2 separate regions of the Zea mays genome follow, and region 1 is linked to region 2. Evidence: chromatin contacts called from public Hi-C data. All regions are on one chromosome and are shown on one strand. The core of a region is the stretch at or near the end of the contact, and the rest is flanking DNA. Distances in the headings are between cores, read along the strand shown.

Evidence for each region. A called contact is a pair of places that touch in the nucleus more often than the background predicts.
Region 1: a Hi-C map of tassel shows a contact between it and region 2, with 5 times the contacts expected there. The contact joins the promoter of LOC541821 here to the promoter of LOC100217253 in region 2. A contact is called at or near these places in 7 of 25 Hi-C or Micro-C datasets (ear, leaf, leaf mesophyll and 2 more).

The regions. Positions count from the first base shown.
Region 1 is chr6:179,093,691-179,098,304 of Zm-B73-REFERENCE-NAM-5.0, reverse strand. LOC541821 (hypersensitive induced reaction 3) reads right to left here and starts at 1,953. Exons shown (of 4, transcript NM_001111502.1): 1 at 1,807-1,953; 2 at 1,119-1,357; 3 at 925-1,045; 4 at 228-860. The coding sequence starts at 1,307. The coding sequence ends at 307.
Region 2 is chr6:178,889,238-178,893,560 of Zm-B73-REFERENCE-NAM-5.0, reverse strand. LOC100217253 reads left to right here and starts at 2,324. Exons shown (of 18, transcript NM_001401848.1): 1 at 2,324-2,697. The coding sequence starts at 2,659. LOC100279448 reads left to right here. Exons shown (of 19, transcript NM_001329507.1): 17 at 402-750; 18 at 927-1,211; 19 at 1,317-2,083. The coding sequence ends at 1,898.

The DNA.
Region 1 (4,614 bases), core at 704-3,203, 210 kb before region 2:
AACTCAGTGATGGAATGGAAGCAACTCTTGTATTCTATTCTATGATGCCATTCATGCATCTAGACTCTAAAAGGTTCTGATGAACATACTGCAAACTCATGCTGCATTATATATATTACCGGTTCCCTAAAAGGTTAGATAAGGTTTTCTCCAATCCCCAAGCATAAAGATAGCCATCCTAGCAGATGGTGACGATGAGTGATGAACAATATAGACAAGCATCACTCTGGTACCAAGATCATCATTATATTATATATATAATAGTGGTGGTGGTGTTCTTCAGCAGCAACGGCAACGGCAGGCAGCTTAGTGTTTGGCGACAGAGGATCCCTGCAGGAGGCCGTCGCGGATCTGCGTGGCAATGTCGCGCACCGCTCCGGGGCCATGCGGGATGAACACCGAGGACGCCTTGGACGACGCGCCGATCTCCTTCATGGTGTCGAAGTACTGGGTGATGAGCACCATGTCCATGACGTCCTTGGCGGTGGTGCCCGGCACGTTGACGGAGAACCCCAGCACGCTGTCCCTGAGCCCGTCCACGATGGCCTGCCGCTGGCGCGCAATGCCCAGCCCGGACAGGTACTTGGCTTCTGCCTCCCCCTCCGCGCGCTTGATCTGCACGATCTTCTCCGCCTCCGCCTTCTCGTTTGCAGCCGCCCTGAGCCTCGCAGCTGCGTTGATCTCGTTCATTGCGCGCTTCACATGCTCGTCTGGCTCGATGTCCACGATGAGAGTCTGCACGATCTCAAAGCCATAAGCCGACATGGCCTTCTCAAGCTCTTCCTCCACCGCCCTTGCGATCTCGTCCTTCTGCTCGAAAGCATCGTCCAAATGGAGCTTGGGAACGCTTGCTCTGATCACTGTACGGACGACATAGTCACAACCATGAACACTCAAACTAGCAAGAAACAAACTGCTACGTACCGTCAAAGACGTAGGCTTGGATCTGGGACCTTGTGTTGCTCAGTTTGTAGAAAGCGTCACTTGCTTTGTCAGCCAGAGCGCGGTACTGAATAGATGCCACCACATTCACGAAAACATTGTCCTGCACAAATCCAGGTGTTAGAAGCTGCCACCACAATCCATTAATTTTCACAAGCTAAGCAGAACATACATACCTTTGTTTTTGTCTCACAGCGCACATCCAGTTGCTGCAGCCTGAGTGTGAGTTGCCCAGCTACACGCTTGCCGGCGAACCAAGGCATGCAGTGGCATCCTGGCTCAAGCACGCTGTCAAACTTGCCAAACTGCTCCCTGATGGCCACAGTCGACTGGTCGACTTGAACACAGCAGCACAGGTTGCCCATAGCTGAAGTCAACGGATCACTTCTGCTGGCAGTGCCACCTGAACATAAACCTATAGGCCCAATAGTTGCCAGTTACTACTACCGATAATTAATAGTGTGAATAAGCACTGCAACTGAGATTAATAGCTGGCAGTACTAGCAACTAAACAACAAGTAAAAAACAAAGGTTGTATGATGACCAGAATTACTAAGAAAAATAAAACGATAACAGCTAAAGAAACATCTAAGCACCTCCATCAAGTAAATTCTTTCACAGATGCTGAATACTTAGCACCTAATAATTCCATCTCCATGCGGCAGTATTTTCAATTCAGGAACCAAAATCTTATTGTAAAGTAACTAAGCAAGATAATTTTGAAGCATTTGCAAACATGACAGGACTTGGAAGAACAGTTACTGTTGCATACACACCACAGACAGAGAGAGAGAGAGAGCAAAGACAATCAAATAGCGTATGCTCGGTCAGAGCAGAATGAAGATTGCAGGAAGAGAAGAGAACCTGCCCTGGTTGAAGACCCTGATGGTATCTAGTACAGGGTGGCGTTGTTTGTGAGGCAGGGAAGGTATCTGCACTTGGCACCTGGTTAAATAGCAACTAGATTCAGTAAAGCCTGCTTAGATGTCTCCACGACGGATTGGATTCATCATAAAGAAGCAGACTGGGAGGGTCAGCATCATCTAGCGAATTTGAAAGATTGGAGCAAACATACAATACAAGCACAACATGTCGCTTTTATTATTTATTTATATATATAATGACAATACAAAATGGGTTGCGTGCTAAACGCTCGACCTTGACGTTGACGAGATTCGGAAGACTTGCGGGAAAAAAAACTTGGAAATTCTATCAAATTGGTTGGGGGGGATATCTGGGGGCGAATTGCAGGCGCCTCCACACGTTTGAGAAATTATAGGGCCGGTCAAAAGTATGGAAACTGGATGAATGGTGTCGGAATCAGAAACTGCAGCGGATAAGAATGCAGGTTTGCAGTAGACTTTGGAGTCGTCGCGGCAGACAAGAGGATTTCCTTCCCGACGACAGCATCCTTTTATATAGGAACAATAATAGATCGATGGAGAAATTCAAAGGAGACCGAGGCGAGAGGTAGGGTTTGGGGATGAACGAGAGGCAAACACACAGCACTTGCGGCGGCAATTGCAGTGCAGAAGGCAAGCAAAGAAGAAGAAGAAAGTGTGGCCATTATTACCTTGGCAGTTGGTGGCAGGCAGGGGAGGAGGAGACGAAGGAGCACAGTGCAGGAGTGCCTGTATGAGAACGTGAAAGCAGGAGTCCATGTAGCTAGCTGTCCAAACCACAGGGGCAGGGGCAGTGCCCTGGCATTCTTCTTATCTTGTACCATGAAATCCGTGATTGCCCTGCGTCATATCTGTTGGTGATGATCTGGGCAGCGTCAATTGCCAGGGGTATATCCTCTAGCGATGCTCTCTGTGCAGACACGGACGGTCCGCGATCTGGGACGAATGGTTGACGACCTAGATGCAGAAGCGGCGTCTTCTCTACGTCGCACCGGATTGTCCGCTCACAGGGCCGGACGGTCCGCGATGGCGCAGGGTCGTTTTGCTCCTCGCTGGAACCTAGATCTCGCACCTGGATGAGAGATCTTAGGGCGCTCCGGGTCTCGAGACGACGTGGAGTCGCCTAGGAATTAAGAGACAGTCGAGATATAATATTTTGAATGAACAACTAGATCTTGCCCTCCGAGAGGAGTAAGATCCTAGGATCGTTTTTGGGTCGGCAGACCACCCAAGACGAATTTAGACGATGTAGAGTCGAATAGGGGTGGAGGTGGATATGCGGAAGGCTACAACTAGAACTACGCTACATCTACTCCTAGGGCAGAAAATGTAAATAAAGTAGATAGATTCGATTGGAATGTGTTGGGGGTTCTTAGTCGGCCGTACCCCTTTATATTTATAGGGGATGAGGTCTGGACCTATTCTTAGGAGATAGCCAACAACCCTCACGTGATTAGATGGATAACCACACATGAGATGGTTAGGATTAAATAGAAAGTCTCGTTAAGGAACAGATTCTCCATCCCCTAGACTTCATAAACTTAGAGCAATGCAGAGATTGCATTAAGGGTAAATTCGCGAAGCAGATTAAGAAAGATGCTAAGCATAGTACGAGAGTGTTAGAAATTATTCATATATATATCTGTGGTCCTTTTTTAGTTAGGACAGTAGATGGGTTTAACTCGTTCATAACCTTCACAGATGACTACTCTCGTTACGGTTATATTTATCCCATTAAGAAAAGATTAGAAGCTTTAGACAAGTTTAAACAGTCCATACCAGAATGCCAGAGTGCAAGCATGCAGCGCGCATGCAAAGTGAGAGGAGCATGCAGCGCGCATGCAAAGTGAGAGGAGTTGCATGCATGCATCGCACAGGTCCATTGCTAGCCGACCGGAACAGAGGGTAGAAAAATGGTGCGGTTGGCCAAAAGAAAAATCTCTCTGACGGCCGAGTGGTTGTGCGGCTGGGGGAGGAAGAAAATGAGTTAGGGTTTTCTAACGGCCCCGAGTTCTCTGCCCTTTATAGCGCGTGTGGTGAATCTGGAACGTTGGATTCGATCCAACGGCCACCAGACAGGTGCAGCGCGCGCGTGGGCTCGATGGGCGGCCCAGGCCCAGGTTACGGCCTGGGCACGCCTTGCCCCCCTCCCCTTTCCTGGCTGGGCACGCCTCCACAAGTAGGCCAGGCCAAAATGGCCAGACACATTTTTTTCCAGCGATTTTTTTTTAATTTTCCTGGAAATCAAAATTAGTGAAACAGAAAAGAAATTAGAAAAATAGCTAGAAAATCCAGAAAAGTACAGAAAATTATGGCACTATCGTTTGGACCACATTTCGAGGGGGAGAATAGAAAGTCTCGTTAAGGAACAGATTCTCCATCCCCTAGACTTCACAGACTTAGAGCAATACAGAGATTGCATTAAGGGTAAATTCGCGAAGCAGATTAAGAAAGATGCTAAGCATAGTACGAGAGTGTTAGAAATTATTCATACAAATATCTGTGGTCCTTTTCCAGTTAGGACAGTAGATGGGTTTAACTCGTTCATAACCTTCACACATGACTACTCTCGCTACGGTTATATTTATCCCATTAAGGAAAGATTAGAAGCTTTAGACAAGTTTAAACAGTTCAAGGCTGAAGTAGAAAATCAACACAATTTGAAGATAAAGATTGTCCGATCAGATCGTGGGGGGGAGTACTATGGGCGCCATACCGAGTATGGCCAAGTTCCAGGACCTTTCGCGAGGTTCCTAAGAGAAAATGGTAT
Region 2 (4,323 bases), core at 1,075-3,574:
AGCAACTTTTTTTTAATAAGCTTGTACAGTCTGATGAAACTTGCCTTACTAAAAATAATACAACGGCACCAACAAAGCCTTTTAGTCTCAAGGTAATGGTGTTGGTAGACCTTGATTTCTTGACTGTGAAGAAACCTCCTTTTAATTCTTATGTACTTATAAATCTTATCATTAGCAGTCAAATTAGGGGAAAGAAATCTTTTGTAGCCTACTATTTATGTCTTTTGATGTCATCGTTTAATTTTTTGATTGTTGCTAGTTGCAACTTGCATTCTACTTGATGCTCTGAGCTTGTACTTCATTTGTGTCACTGGTCCAGTCTTTGTGGAGTTATGGTTTGAAAATGATACCACTGTCGTAAGTTTGCTCTAGTTCACCCCATCTTTTTTCTAATGTCACAGTCTTGCAATTGCTAAAGAGGGTGAACTTTCAATTGGAACTATCGATGATATACAGAAGCTTCATATCCGCACAATCCCCCTTAATGAACAAGCACGTCGCATTTGTCACCAGGAGCAATCAAGGACACTAGCATTTTGCAGTTTCAAGTACAACCAGAGTGTGGAGGAAAGTGAGACTCATTTAATACGTCTGCTAGATCATCAGACGTTTGAGTCCCTGTGTGTATATCCTCTAGATCAATATGAATGTGGCTGCTCCATCATTAGCTGTTCGTTTGCGGATGATAGTAATGTTTATTACTGTGTGGGAACTGCATATGTTATACCTGAAGAAAATGAACCGACGAAGGTAGTTTATCTGAAAGCATGATGTTTCACTAATACTAGTCAGTTCCCTTTTAATACGCTAAAATACTGGTTAACTCCCTTTTAATACTTGTCCAATTTACTGCTTGTAGTTTATTTCTCTGTGAACCTTGTCTATTTCTCGTGCACAAAATGCTTATGTGTTGGCACATCTTGTAGGGCCGGATTCTTGTATTTGCAGTTGAAGATGGAAGCTTGCAATTGATCGTGGAGAAAGAAACCAAAGGAGCAGTTTATTCGCTGAATGCATTCAATGGGAAATTGTTGGCTGCTATCAACCAGAAGATTCAATTGTATAAGTGGATGTCACGCGAGGATGGTTCACATGAGCTGCAGTCTGAGTGTGGCCACCATGGGCACATACTTGCCTTGTATACTCAAACACGTGGTGACTTCATTGTGGTTGGCGATCTGATGAAATCAATATCCTTGCTGGTGTATAAGGTGAGTCTTTTTTAACTGTTGGCGATCTTATTATTTGTATTTTTCTTTTTTGTGTCAGTCCCTAATTGTTGGTTGGGCTGATTGCTATTGTGTATTTTTGGGCAGCATGAGGAAAGCGCGATTGAAGAGCGTGCTAGGGATTACAATGCAAACTGGATGACTGCAGTTGAGATGCTTGATGATGAAGTCTACGTTGGGGCGGAGAATAGCTATAACCTATTCACGGTGCGCAAGAACAGCGATGCGGCGACAGATGACGAAAGGGCCAGGCTTGAGGTGGTGGGAGAGTACCACCTTGGGGAGTTTGTGAACAGATTCCGCCACGGTTCACTGGTGATGCGCCTTCCAGACTCGGATATAGGGCAGATCCCTACGGTCATCTTTGGCACAATAAACGGGGTGATTGGCATTATTGCCTCCCTCCCGCACGACCAATACATCTTCCTGGAGAAGCTCCAGTCGACCCTTGTGAAGTACATAAAGGGCGTCGGAAACCTGAGCCACGAGCAATGGCGGTCCTTCCATAACGACAAGAAGACGGCGGAGGCTCGGAACTTCCTCGACGGTGACCTGATCGAGTCTTTCCTTGACCTTAGCCGGAGCAAGATGGAGGAGGTGTCCAAGGCGATGGGCGTCCCCGTGGAGGAGCTGTCCAAGAGGGTGGAAGAGCTGACGAGGCTTCACTAGTGTAGATGGAACATGGAAGCGTTGCTTGTAAGCAAGTAGTAACTTGTTCCCTGAGCTGTAGCCTCCGCGGCTCGCACGATCAAAGTGTTCGGCCGTGGCTGCAGTCTATCCTATGCTATATCCTATCGTGATTTGTTTGTTTGAGCTGTGCCAGTTTCTTTTCTTTATTATTAATGCTTAATGTTAAAATTAGTGGTGAATCCTGTGATGGTCCTAACTGATAGGTGGGTCGGCGTGAGCCAGTAACAAAGGGATGTGCTGAATGAGACGGCCGTCTTGTCTTGTGGTAGGAGAGTTGAGATAGTGGCCCAACCCTGTCCATGAGGCATAGTCCATCCCCTGTCCATTTCATAGTAGCACCTCCAGCAGGCAGCAGCCTGCAGCCCAGCCCCTAGTTTGATCGATTTGAACCTGCCGCTGCGAGTCCACAGCGCTGCGCAGGCGGCACTGCGGCAGGCTCTTCCTCCCTCTCCTCTCTCTCTGTCTGAGCCGAGGGCTTTGGCGCTCCCCCCCCCCCCCCCCCCCCCCCCCCCCCCCCCCCCCCCCCCCCCCCCCCCCCCCCCCCCCCCCCCCCCCCCCCCCCCTCTCTCTCTCTCTCTCTCTCGCACGGGCCCGCCTGCCTATCCCACTGCCCGGTCCACCGCCGCAAACTCTGCCCGCCCGCGCGCGCCCCACCCCGCCGATCGCGGTGAGCCCGGACTCCGCCGCCGCCGCTTCGCTCTACCCTGACCAGCCCTAGATCTGTGCGGGATCCGCCGCCATGTTCTGGCGCATGACCGGCCTCTCCGCGGCCTCGCCCGTGAGTACACTCCTCTGATGCCTCTTCCGCTCTGCCCTCTCGCTCTTCCGTTCTGCTTGTCGCCTCGCCAGCCGGACCAACCCTGCTCTGCTCTACAGCCACGCCTGCTGCGCGTAGGGTTCGCTGCCGCCTAGGCCGCGCGCTGTAACGCCGTAGCCTTTGTGCTCTCTGTCTTCTGCGAGGACATATCCTGTGCAATCACTCATTTTGGTGCAAACGTGCAATCAAACTATCCAGAGCATCCAATCTAGATCCAACGGTTTCATATGGAAGAGGTTAAAAGTAAAATAGGTACTATGTTTTAGGTGGAAGGGGTTAAATATAAAATAACAGTCATCATTAGATCTAGATTAGATGCACCAAACCGCTTGATTGCACGCTTGCACCAATATAAGTGATTGCACAGGATATTTTCCTGTCTTCTGCAATGGACTCCCGAACTTTTACGGCATTCGCCAAGCTTGACTTCCGAAAAGAACATAACAAAACAAACTATAGCAAAATCTAGGTCCTGTTGGTTTCCCTTTTGACTCATTATCTACAGCCGGCTGAATCGGCGTTGATGTTGGAACAGCTTCCACTCCACGTTCAGGGTTATATTCTGTGATCACCGTCATGTTCCTGCTGCACGCACACCTACCCAGGGAAGGAATTGGATAAAGCTTGAGTGCAGCTAGTTTGAGCAATTCCATTGACAACGATTCCGGTTCATTAATAAACAGGCTTTCTCTGGCTCTCTGCACATTTTCTGTTACTGTCTCTGTGGGAACATATTTTCTGTTTCTGTCCCATTACTATTTATAGGGCTTCCTATACCTGTGTCGGAAACTAATTTCATGTCAAGTATGCTTACTGTTTATTTATTTCTTATTCCCTTATAAAGAGTCGTAAAACTTTTTCTGGCCCATGGGGTAGTTTCATCATCATGTTATCACTAGATGTATTCTTTTGGTTCATTGTACTCATTTTATAGTAATAATAACTAACTGTCCAGTGGACCGACCATGTTTATTGTCATGTCTTATTTATTTAGGGGCTGTTTGGATCCCAGGAGCTAAAACAAAAGTGACTAAAGTTTAGTTACTTAGAGCAACTCCAGTAGTTCTCTAAATGACTCTCTAAATCAAGAATTTAGATAGTTAGCACAAAAACCTCTCTCCAACAGCTCTCTAAATTGACTTCATAAATTTAGTCACTTCTCATGTAACCCTATTTCCTCCCTACATTTGATAATCATGTAGCAAGTCACGAAAAAAAACTGACGCCATTTTCTCACTCGTGGCAATCTTTCCCTGTTCCTGCTGCTTCGTATGTCACACATGCCTTTGACTCTTCCTGTTTTGTACGGCAGTCGTGTTGCATGGTATCCAAATGACCCACCAATTTGATTTTTCAAACAGATTAACTACCTAAATAATAGCAACTGTTGGAGATCCACAAATTTTTTTTGAACGCCCAATAGCTGTTTACAAACTTGCTAAATACAATTTTAAGGAGATATATTTTACATAACTACTGGAGCTGCTCTTAGGAGCTAAAGATCCAAATAGGAAGCACTAAAACTGATTATAGTGGTGAAAAAAGTATCAATTTAGTCACTTTTAGCTCTTCCTGTTTGGATATTTA